Linked DNA regions of Mus musculus: region 2 is linked to region 1. The links are chromatin contacts, called in public HiChIP or PLAC-seq maps. All regions are on one chromosome and are shown on one strand. The core of a region is the stretch at or near the end of the contact, and the rest is flanking DNA. Distances in the headings are between cores, read along the strand shown. Region 1 overlaps Mtarc2 (mitochondrial amidoxime reducing component 2). Region 2 overlaps Rab3gap2 (RAB3 GTPase activating protein subunit 2).

The links. HiChIP or PLAC-seq counts read pairs in DNA pulled down with a chosen protein or histone mark.
Region 2: a contact with region 1 is called in a FOXA1 HiChIP or PLAC-seq map of pancreatic cancer cells. The contact joins two enhancer-like sites. A contact is called at or near these places in 8 of 39 promoter capture datasets (the 3T3-L1 cell line, 3T3-L1-derived adipocytes, embryonic stem cells and 4 more) and 1 of 115 datasets of contacts at active chromatin or transcription factors (pancreatic cancer cells).

Annotation. Positions count from the first base shown.
Region 1 is chr1:184,822,380-184,827,443 of GRCm38.p6, forward strand. It overlaps Mtarc2 (mitochondrial amidoxime reducing component 2), which reads right to left. Exons shown (of 8, transcript NM_133684.4): 5 at 110-171; 6 at 1-27. Mir1981 (microRNA 1981) reads right to left here and starts at 109; the gene lies at 28-109. Within about 2 kb of position 2,917, at least 19 of the 459 cell types and tissues checked have an H3K27ac peak or open chromatin away from gene starts, as enhancers often do. A contact at or near this core is called in pancreatic cancer cells, where this site is marked.
Region 2 is chr1:185,281,518-185,286,581 of GRCm38.p6, forward strand. Rab3gap2 (RAB3 GTPase activating protein subunit 2) reads left to right here. Exons shown (of 35, transcript NM_001163754.1): 32 at 134-223; 33 at 781-993; 34 at 1,865-2,023; 35 at 2,330-5,064. The coding sequence ends at 2,479. Among named protein-coding and RNA genes, the nearest start is that of Mir194-1, 29 kb to the right of the region's middle. Within about 2 kb of position 1,999, at least 57 of the 459 cell types and tissues checked have an H3K27ac peak or open chromatin away from gene starts, as enhancers often do. A contact at or near this core is called in pancreatic cancer cells, where this site is marked.

The DNA.
Region 1 (5,064 bases), core at 1,667-4,166:
TCTGGGTCCACTGTAGTCAGAACGCACCTGTCAAAGGCCAGGGTTAGATGGCGGTTACAAACGGAAGTGCATTCCACACCCAAAGGCCACGTCTAAGCCCAGCCTTTACCTGGGACAGCTCAACACCCTTTTCATCTCCACGTCACCAATCAGGAGTTCATCCCAAGTATCCTAGGAGAACAGGGAGAGGTGGCTTTAGAGCCTTGGTCAGGTACTACACATGACAGCAGCAGCAGGACTCTGAGAAGTCTGGAAAGTGCGAGAGAGAGAGAGAGAGAGAGAGAGAGAGAGAGAGAGAGAGAGGGAGAGAGAGAGAGAGAGGGAGGCACAGTCAAGCTCGGGACACATGGCTCACCTTAACTATTTTGCAGAACTGAGTATGGAACCCAATGCCTGTGCACAGGGGGCTAGGCAGCCAATCAGAGCACTGCCTCTCAGCGCCAGGCAGCCAATCAGAGCACTGCCTCTCAGCGCCAGGCATCTTCCTCTTGATTCACAACCTCAATCACTGATTCTGCCAGGTCAGCAAGAACAAGCCTTCCAAAATGCGCGCTTCCCAGCAGACTCCCCAGACGGCTTTCCACCACACAAAGAGAAACCCAGCCGACTCCCCGGACGGCTTTCCACCACACAAAGAGAAACCTGCAGCTCTCGAGACAAGTCTGCTCTCGCCCAAGGTTTAACTCAACCTGTGGGTCACGACCCATTTGGCAACCCTCTATCTCCAAAAATATTTGCATTACAATTCCCAACAGTAGCAAACATATTTACTGGAACAAAAGTAGCAACATGAAGTAGCAACAAAAATAATTTTCTGATTGGGAGTCACCAGGACACTCAGAGCTGCAGTTACAAATGTTTGTGAGATGGATGCCTGCCTTGTTACCCAGGTGCCAGGATCCAAATGTGTAATCCTTATGATTACACAACACTTTTAACCACATATTCTTCTCCCCAGACACCAAGTCACCTTTTGTCCGAGTTGGTAGAATCTATAAATTATATGTATACATATAAGGGCATATATACAGATCATGGGGTTATATCCTACAGGTGCCTAAGTATCTTCAATCAGGGGTTGAATGCCAACACACTGAATGGGACAAGGAGCAGCAGGCTGTGAGAGTGTGACAAGACAGAGAATACGTGACCAAGCAGAGGGAGGGAGGGAGGGAGGGAGGGAGGGAGGGAGGAAGGGAGGGAGGGAGGGAGGGAGAGAGAGAGAGAGAGAGAGAGAGAGAGAGAGAGAGATCAGCTTCGGTGAGTTTGCAGATCCCTCAGCCCCAGATCCTGTCTCTAACCTGGAAACAGATTCATGTATCAGCATGATCTCCTGCATCCACTTTGTCACGTGTCTGCACGTGACATCATCCAGATGTCAGAGGATCCTGTCTTGGTGTCTTTACAGCACCTTAAGGTCTGTAGCTATACATTTAATATCACACAGTCACATGCTTACATAGAGCTACATAAAGATTATGGTCCCTCTTATTAATTAAAAAGTGATTTAGGAGCTTGGCAGGATGCCCCACGACTGTAATTCCAGACCTTGGGGGATATGGGCACAGATCTGGGAATTCCATGACTCGGGTTATCCCCACAGCCTAGGCTACAGCCTAGGTCCATCTCTTGAAGGTTTGTGACTGATCTACTGAGACCCACTGATAATCCGTACACTCCTTTGTCTGGGCCTCTAGGAGAAATGGGGCATTTGAAGATGCCTACAATCAGATGCAAACAATGGTCCTTAGAAACTGACGTCAACCAGGTGAGGCTTCTAAATAGATGCCCAGAGACATATACGAGGAAGAACTGACCCCTGGTTAGCTGGTGGCTTTGACTCCCTCAGGGCCTGAGAGGGACTTAAGTTTCTAAGGAGGGCAGAGCAAAGGCAGGAAGGAGCACCACCTAGTCTCCCTTCTGCAACTGGCTATGACATCATGATCCACTCTGCATTCAAAGGCAAACTAGCTCCTCCCTTGGGTCTATAGGCATTATTGAGCAAAGCACAATTAGTATCCCAGTACAAACTGGGTCTTCAAAACCAGACACCTCCCACCCAATGTGACCACAGCAACAGTACAGAGGTCTCCACAGATGCCCTGGGTCCCCAGTTACCCTCCAAGAAACTGCTTCTGGTGGAAATAAACACGATGTTCCAAGCAATCCGTTGGCCCAGGAACTACGTAAGCTTTGTAAAAGCCAAGGTCACACCATGTGACAAACGGTGTTCAAACAGTGGAACACCAAAGACAGCACGTGGCAAACCTCCCGCTGGAGGGTGACCAGTACAGCGCCTGTCTGAAAGGCAAAGGGCCCAGGACTGTAAGCGGGCAGGGGTTCTACGCTCCTTTCACCACACGAGGGCGCTGCAGCCACAAGCATGTGAGCCAAAGACAGCTTGGCACCAAGGCTCGCCAACTCCCAATTCCCTTACTCCAAGTGACAATGAGTTCAACATTCCAAGCTATTTGTCTGTGGAATTCTGCACTATGGCTTTCACAGAAAGCCAGCGACCTTGACATGTTCAGTTAGGGTTTTAGCTCAACTAGGTCAAATGTTCCATAGGTCAAGTGCAGGGCTCCTTAGCAGTTTATCTGGCTTCCTACAATCTGTCCTTAACGCCTCCAAATTCTAGCTCTGACTGCGTCCTGTTAATGACTTTATTAGGCACCCATCCTCATCTGATCATTGTTCACATTTTGGTTCAAAAACGCTGATTTGAAAAACGACCACGTTTAAGCTTAAACGCAATGGTTAATTTAGTTTCTAAAGGAAAAAAGTGGGTTTTAAATAACTCAAAATTAAATTCACCATGGAGGAGTTTAATATTCACTAGACATATCAACGCAAAGAAACGCACTATCCAGCAGGATTCCAGGGGCTCCACAAACCAGGAAACCGTTAGAAAAGTCTAGTGCGCCCCCTGCTGGTTTAAAAACCAAGCTGCACTCTTACAAAATCGAGCCCCTAGTCAGAGCGAGGAGGAATTTGAGTGGGAAGAGAGAAAAGGGAAGAGAAATGGTCAAGGAAAAAAGGGGGGTGGGAGACGGGAATGATACTCTGTGTTATGGGCTCCACTCTGTGCAATGACACTGAGAATGTTTTTATTGTTACTATTTTTTAACAGTGTGCCGGTGTTCTGCATGTGTTTATGTGCACGCAGTGCGTGAGGAAGCCCAAAGACAGAATTGCATCCTCAAGCTCTGGGGCTGTAGAGATCTGTGAGCCACCATGCAGGTGCTGGGAACCAGATGTGGGTCCTCTGCAAGAGCAGCCAGTGCGCTAACTGCGGAGCCACCTCTCCAGCCAGCCCATCCTGGGGATTTTCTGTCAGGCTGTGCACGCTTTGTAAATAGGAAAACTAAGACTACACCAGGCTTTCCACCTGATGCAAGACCCTGAGAAAAAGATGACGGAAGAGCTGGGGGCAAGGAGGGGGGTGAATCACACACAAACAGCGTGAGACAGTCATCACAATCCATACAAGTATTTGTTTTAAATGTAGGAAAGTTAAACTAGACCTAATATAGAGAGAGCGTCTTTTGTTGGGGGGGGGGGGTGTTTAGTGCACTGTGTATTCAAATGCTGACTTCTGTACCCAGAGATCTGGTGGCAGTCAGAACTTTGCTACTGTCATTAAAGTATCACCTGATTCAGTATTTTGTAAAACATTATACTCCATCACCATCTGATTGGTTAAAATAAAGAACTGAACAGCCAATAGCTGGGCAAGAGAGGAAAGATGGGACTTCCAAGCCCAGAGAGATTATAACCCAGATGGAGAGGGTCTCCGGTGGGGACCAGGGAAGTTGGCCATCGGGACACAGATGAAGAGAAAAGTGCTGGATAAGACCAAGATGGCAGGTAATGGGCCACGTGGGGGAAGTAGGCTAGGCCTGCACTGTCTGGTTAGAATAGCTCAGAATCTGCCTAGCTATAGTGCCCGAAGCTGTTAACAAATATAAAGGTCTCTGTGTCCCTCGTCAGAGCAGAGGGCACAGAAAAACCCTTACTTTTACTCTCTTGTTCACTTCTTACCTCTCTATAAGCAGACACGTTTATATCCACAGCTAGGACTATATATACATCTCACCATATAAAATATATTATACCTATACATGATCATAATACATAGATTCATTGGCCAGAGAGAAAGCATACATCACGTGACAATGGAAGCCAGCGTGGGGTCTTACCTACCAGCGGTTGGTATTTAAGAACACCACAGAGACCAGGGGAACATCAGAGAGAGAAGCAATACCAGCTGGGCTGAGCTTGTACCTGTGCTGGGGACGGACCATGAGGCCCACCTGTGACCCAGTTCAGGTTCTCCAGGGTACAGGCAGGGAGGGTGCTCCACCGTGGAATTACCCACCCAGCCGGGATACGGCACGTCAAAATTACATCCATAAAATAAAAGACATAACTCTTATCTGCAAAAGTGTCTTTAATGGACCATTCTAAAAGCTCCCTGTGTCCCTGGTTTCTGACTCTGTGGAACTGTATAAATAAACACATACAGATTTTAAAGAAGTCCTTGAAGCCAGTGGACAAGCATGGCCATCAGAGACAAAGGTCTAGAAATGAGGATTTGCCCCAGCGCTACCTTCTCCCTGTTAGAATGGGCAGGGCTGCTGCGGTCAAGGTCGCCCCAGCACTGAGTGGTGGGGCCGGGACTCAGCACAGCTGCCTGGCTTTAGGAAAGCCTCCCACCCGAGTGCTTACCAGGGCTGACCCTGCTACTGGCACTGAGGCTGGACCTCAGTAGATAGAATCCAGGATGCGTCCAGCCGGGGTTTGCTTACCAGAACCTCACAAAAGGCGTGCCTGCAATCCTGAACACTACCGGGTTAGCCTCAGCTCCGCGGGGAGTCTGAAGCTCAACAAACAAAACACAGCCCCTCCCTCGTGACAGAGAACGCGCTGAGCCCCATCCCACGTGACAGGGGACGCACTGAGATTCTTCCACAGTTGTCTCCCCCAGCTCTTGGAAAACAAGTAGAGGGAGGACTTACATAAGGAAGGCGCCCTATTAAAACATCTCACGCTCAGCTCAGGACA
Region 2 (5,064 bases), core at 749-3,248, 460 kb after region 1:
CTTTCTGTTTAAGAAAAAAGTAAAAGCCAACCATTAGTTAGTTACTCATAAAGAGGTCAGCTCTAGAATCCCCCTTAGTCTCCCTTCATCGGTACTCACCAGGGTGCGTTTGCTTTCTTGTCTTTCTCTTTAGGGAAAGAATGCATTTTTTAAGGATTTAACTTCAATTCAGTTATTACCTAGTGGGGAAATGGATCCAAATTTTATTTCAGTAAGACAACAGGTAAGTTAGTCAGTGAATTTTCTTGTTTCTTAGGAGGAAATAGCAAAGTAGAAATACAGCTGTCTTTTAAAAGGATGGCCTACTTCTTCAAGTGATTCCCAGGAGCTAGTTTCCCTAGTGTGTGTGCCTTTATTGAGAGAAAAACCATTTTCGAGCCAGTGGGACAGTTGAGTGAAGACACTTGGTGACCTTGATTCCATCTCATGCTAGAGGAGAGAACTGATTCCTCCACTCATGCTATGGCATTGTGTGCACATGTGTACACATAAATGCACACACACACATATATATATTTTAAAAATTAAAAATATTTTTAATGTAGTCTGTTTGACAAAGTTGGCTTGAGGCACTTTTAATTATGTTATTGATGTGTCTGGGAGGAGCTTGTCCTGTGGCAATGAGTATGGAGGGGCAAGGGCAGCTCTGGGGTTAGTTCTCCTCCACCTGGAGAGGACCTCTTGGGATTGAACACAGGCCACCAGCTTACAGAGCAAGCACTGGGCTACTTTTAAATGAAAAGTACTGACGAGGCAGTGCTGTGCCTTCCTGTCTTCAAGTTCTTACTGAAAGTTGTCAGTGCAGCTGTCCAGGCTCAGCATTCCAAGGACAAAGATCCCTCTGCAGAAGCAGCAAACACTCATTGGAAAGACCTCAACTGGCCAGGTTTGGCTGTGGACTTAGCCCATCACCTTCAAGTGAGCGACGATGTCATTCGAAGGCACTATGTGGGGGAGCTGTACAGCCATGGAGCTGACCTCTTAGGAGAGGAGGTAAGAGTGGCCCGAGATGCTCATTGGCCTCTGAGGAGAGGAGGTAGGGATGACCCGAGATGCTCATGGGGTGGAAGTTATAAAACACACAGCCAGAGCTGGATATAGTGCTGTGTGCATTTGGGATGCAGAAGCAGGAGGATAAGAACTTTTAAGGTCAGCCTCATCTACATAAACCAGTTTGGACATGAGACCAAGTCTAGTCAACAAAGGAATAGAAAGCTGTGTCTGTCTGGATTTGTGCCTGCTGCCAGGTTCATACAGACACAGAGCAGTAAACAGGTGAGGCCCCTTGAGGATTGATCATCTGCTGGAACAGAGAAGCATGAAGTTCTGTACCAAGAGATGAACGTAAACCGAGTCACAGGAGTCTCAGTGGGTGAAAGAAAGTGGTAACGAAACCGCCCTCAAGGAGAACCAACTAGCCGCTCCCAGAGCTGAGGAACAGAGGAGTCCAAAGGTCCAGAGATAGGGAGCAGCGTGGCAAGGTCCAAGACCAGAAAGCCAGTGTGGCTGCCAGACCTCATAAGCAATGAGTCAGGGTGGGTAGGTATGCACTCAGGCTAGGAGCGAGTGACTCCATCAGCAATAAGGAGAGGTTGGCTGTTCTCCAAGCCCGAGGCCACTTCGGAGTACTCAGTAGCCGTCAGACGGCAGAATCTAACACTCTCCCATTTTTTGTAAATGAGATACAGTGTCATGAATTGAAAATTTAGGTAACAAAAATTAGCTGATGAGCAAAAGTTGGGTTTAAATTCTAGGTCAATTTCAATTTCCCTTCGTCCGTACACCTGAGAGCCGAAGTAGAGTCTTCATTGGCAACCCTGGGACAATAGCTCTTGCTGAATTGTTTCTCCATGTTCACCCTCAGGCCATTTTTCAAGTTCAGGACAAAGAAGTTCTGGCGTCTCAGCTGCTAGTGCTGACCGGGCAAAGGCTGGCTCACGCGCTTTTCCACACCCAGACGAAGGAAGGCATGGAGCTGCTGGCCAGACTCCCGCCCACACTCTGCACCTGGCTGAAGGCAATGGTGAGTGGAGGGCGGCGTGAGCAGACGCTCCGCGATGGATGGCCTCGCCAGGGAGCTTCTTTGGTTTTTTTGAGACAGGGTTTCTCTGTGTAGCCCTGGCTGTCCTGGAACTCACTTTGTAGACCAGGCTGGCCTTAAACTCAGAAATCTGCCTGCCTCTGCCTTCCGAGTGCTGGGATTAAAGGCGTGCACCACCACGCCCGGCCAAAGAGATGCTTTTATTGGGAGAACTTCCACAGTAAAGCTTAAGTCAGTAAGGTCATGTTTGGCTGCATCAAACTAATGGCTGTCCTGTCCCATTCGCAGAACCCTCAGGATCTTCAGAACACTGGCGTGCCTATTGCAGCAACAGCTAAACTCGTGCATAAAGTGATGGAGCTCCTGCCAGAGAAGCACGGGCAGTACAGCCTCGCCTTACACCTCATCGATGCCGTGGAAGCCATGGCGACTTTATGACAGTAGCCTACAGTCCTGTGACTACATGAACCACTGCATGTCATTTTTCATAGTAAGATCTGGAACTTCGGAAGGTTTTTTTTTTTGTATAATAAATAAATATATTACTTTAAAATGTGCAATCCTGTCTAAATTCCCCATCTTCAGCAAAGACTGAAGATAAACTATAAACACATTAACTATCCTGTGACTAATGCAGATGCTTTATTCTTTATTTTTTCATTCAAATAAGCAGTTTTATTGTTAAACTTTGGTATTGTTACTGGTTATAATTTGCAGATTTTGTTCTTAGTGTAGTAGTCTAGTTCCTATCCAAATGATTCCGTGGGGATTAAGTGTGTTCACACTGCTTCCATGAGCACACTAGAGATACAGCCCATGTCCCTTTCAAACACACAGAGATGTCCTCATGGTTGGTCGTGTACCGGGATGCCACCTGGCAGGGAGCTCTGGGTGCTAACCACTTCCTGTCCAGGGTGCTACTGCTGTCAGAGGAGAAATGGCTTGAGATCAGCAGGGGACCGGGGAACTTGGGGAAGGACCTCAAGTCTGTTGTCCTTGCCAGACTTAGGAATCAGAGGTGTGAACAAAGCAGCAAGATCAGTTATTATGTAAATTAAAATTTACTCTATTTTGTCAAGTTCCAAAATTGTATCCACATCAGGTAATTGTAAAAATGTATTATCTTGTAAGACATGTTTAAAAAAAAAGAACAAAGCAAAGAAACAATATTTAAAAATTCAACTTTATTTTTCTTCCAAGTGTTCAAAACTGTCTGTTTCTGGGACTTGGTCATGTTGCCTGTCCGGGAACAGGATGGGGCACTTTGTGCTGTCACAGCCTTAGCATACCTACCTCAGCTAGGTGGAGAAGATGAGCCTCGGCTAGTGTTGGACCCTGTAGTGCCTAGAGCAGTCCAAGTGCTGACAAGTGTGAGGAAATGCACTGCGCTCTGCAGATCAGCAAGCCCTGGCTGCAGTTCAAGTGTATCTGGAATGTAGCCATATAGTGCAATTATTGCTGTCTGCCATGGTCATGGTTGCTCACAGTACGTGTACCATACTCATTCTAATCAAGGGAAGAAGCCAACTCCATTAGAAGGCTGAGAATACTCTTCAGGGACTCCACAACAAAGTGACAGACACCCAGGCGCACACAAATATCAATTCTTTGTCATTAGAAAGTTAGATCTAAATAAGATTGTGACTGGCTAAAACTAACTCCGCTGACTGTCAGGTTTCAAATCTTCAGAGAAAAATGTTTCCGATGTTGCTCGGGTGGCTCTGAGGAGCAGCCAGCTTGTGCGGGAATCCCTGCAATCACAGCTTGACTGACATACATACCATCCTTGACACAGTCCTGAGTAGGTCCACTTGCCCCAGGACCTTCTGCAGCACTCTGGAAGGCACAGGATGTGGGCAGCTTGCCAGGAAAGCCTCCTGCTGCAAGCACTGCTAATTGCTAATGATGTTGGTCTTTTTCCTCTAATCCCATTAAGTCTTTTGGGAGGGGGGTAGCTTGCATTTTTGGGGGGAATAAAACTGACTAAATGAACCAGAACACAGATTATTAAGTCTTTAGATATATCATCTAAAAAGTTTATAAAATGCATAGAATTTTAAAACTAAGTCCTGAGTTTAACAAAAGCAATTAACAGTCTACTACTTCACTAAGGGCTTTTAAAATAATTCTGGTAAGAAAGGAAAATTAACATGTATGTATCCATTCTCTAACAACAAAGTGTCACAAAATAATTAGGTTCTAACACACGGTGGTGTCCTGCAACAAGGGCGTGGCATGTGCTGGAAACCTTAGTATTTCCCTAGACACTGCCCCTCTTCTTACGATTACATATGTTTACCTTATTAATGAAGGTGTTTAAATAATCCTAACTTCTCTATTCCAGGTTATGTTAGATGTACAAATGGAGGGGCCGGGAGAAATGTAGTCAGCAGTACACAGCACCAGGCTTCCCAATGCTTCATTCACACTTTTGCAAAGATTGACCTGTTAGAAAAGTTCATCTAAGGCCAGTGTAAAGCCTGCTACATTGAAATAGCTTCGTAATATATGATTCCTTGTGATTTAAAATCATGGAAAACTAAACTTAGTACCAGTAAGCTTACACCGATTATAGCATTCACTTAGAAGTTGCTATAATCCACTTCATTAGGAAACAATATCTTACAGTGCACACACAGCAGCAGCAGAGCACGCCCTTCCACCTCACGGGGTGGAGTGCTGGGCAACTAGCTTCTACTTAGTAGATTAGACATCCTTGGAAATCAATCCAGTATTGGGTTGTTTAAGAAATGCTCTATTTATCTAATGTCAATGTATTGTTAAGTAGTGAATTCTGTATATACTGTTATTCCTGTCTATTCATTATTGTGAACTTATGTATATTAGTGAAATAAATTAACGCTTCGTGTTATTTCCTCCACTGTTCATACCCGTAGGAACACAGAGATTTCTCCTCTTGAATAACAATTTGGTGATGCTCTTTGTAGTACACTCAGAGTCCTGCTGCTTTAGAAACTTGGTGTTTGCTAGTGGGCAGAAGGAACTGACCCCCCTCACCTTGT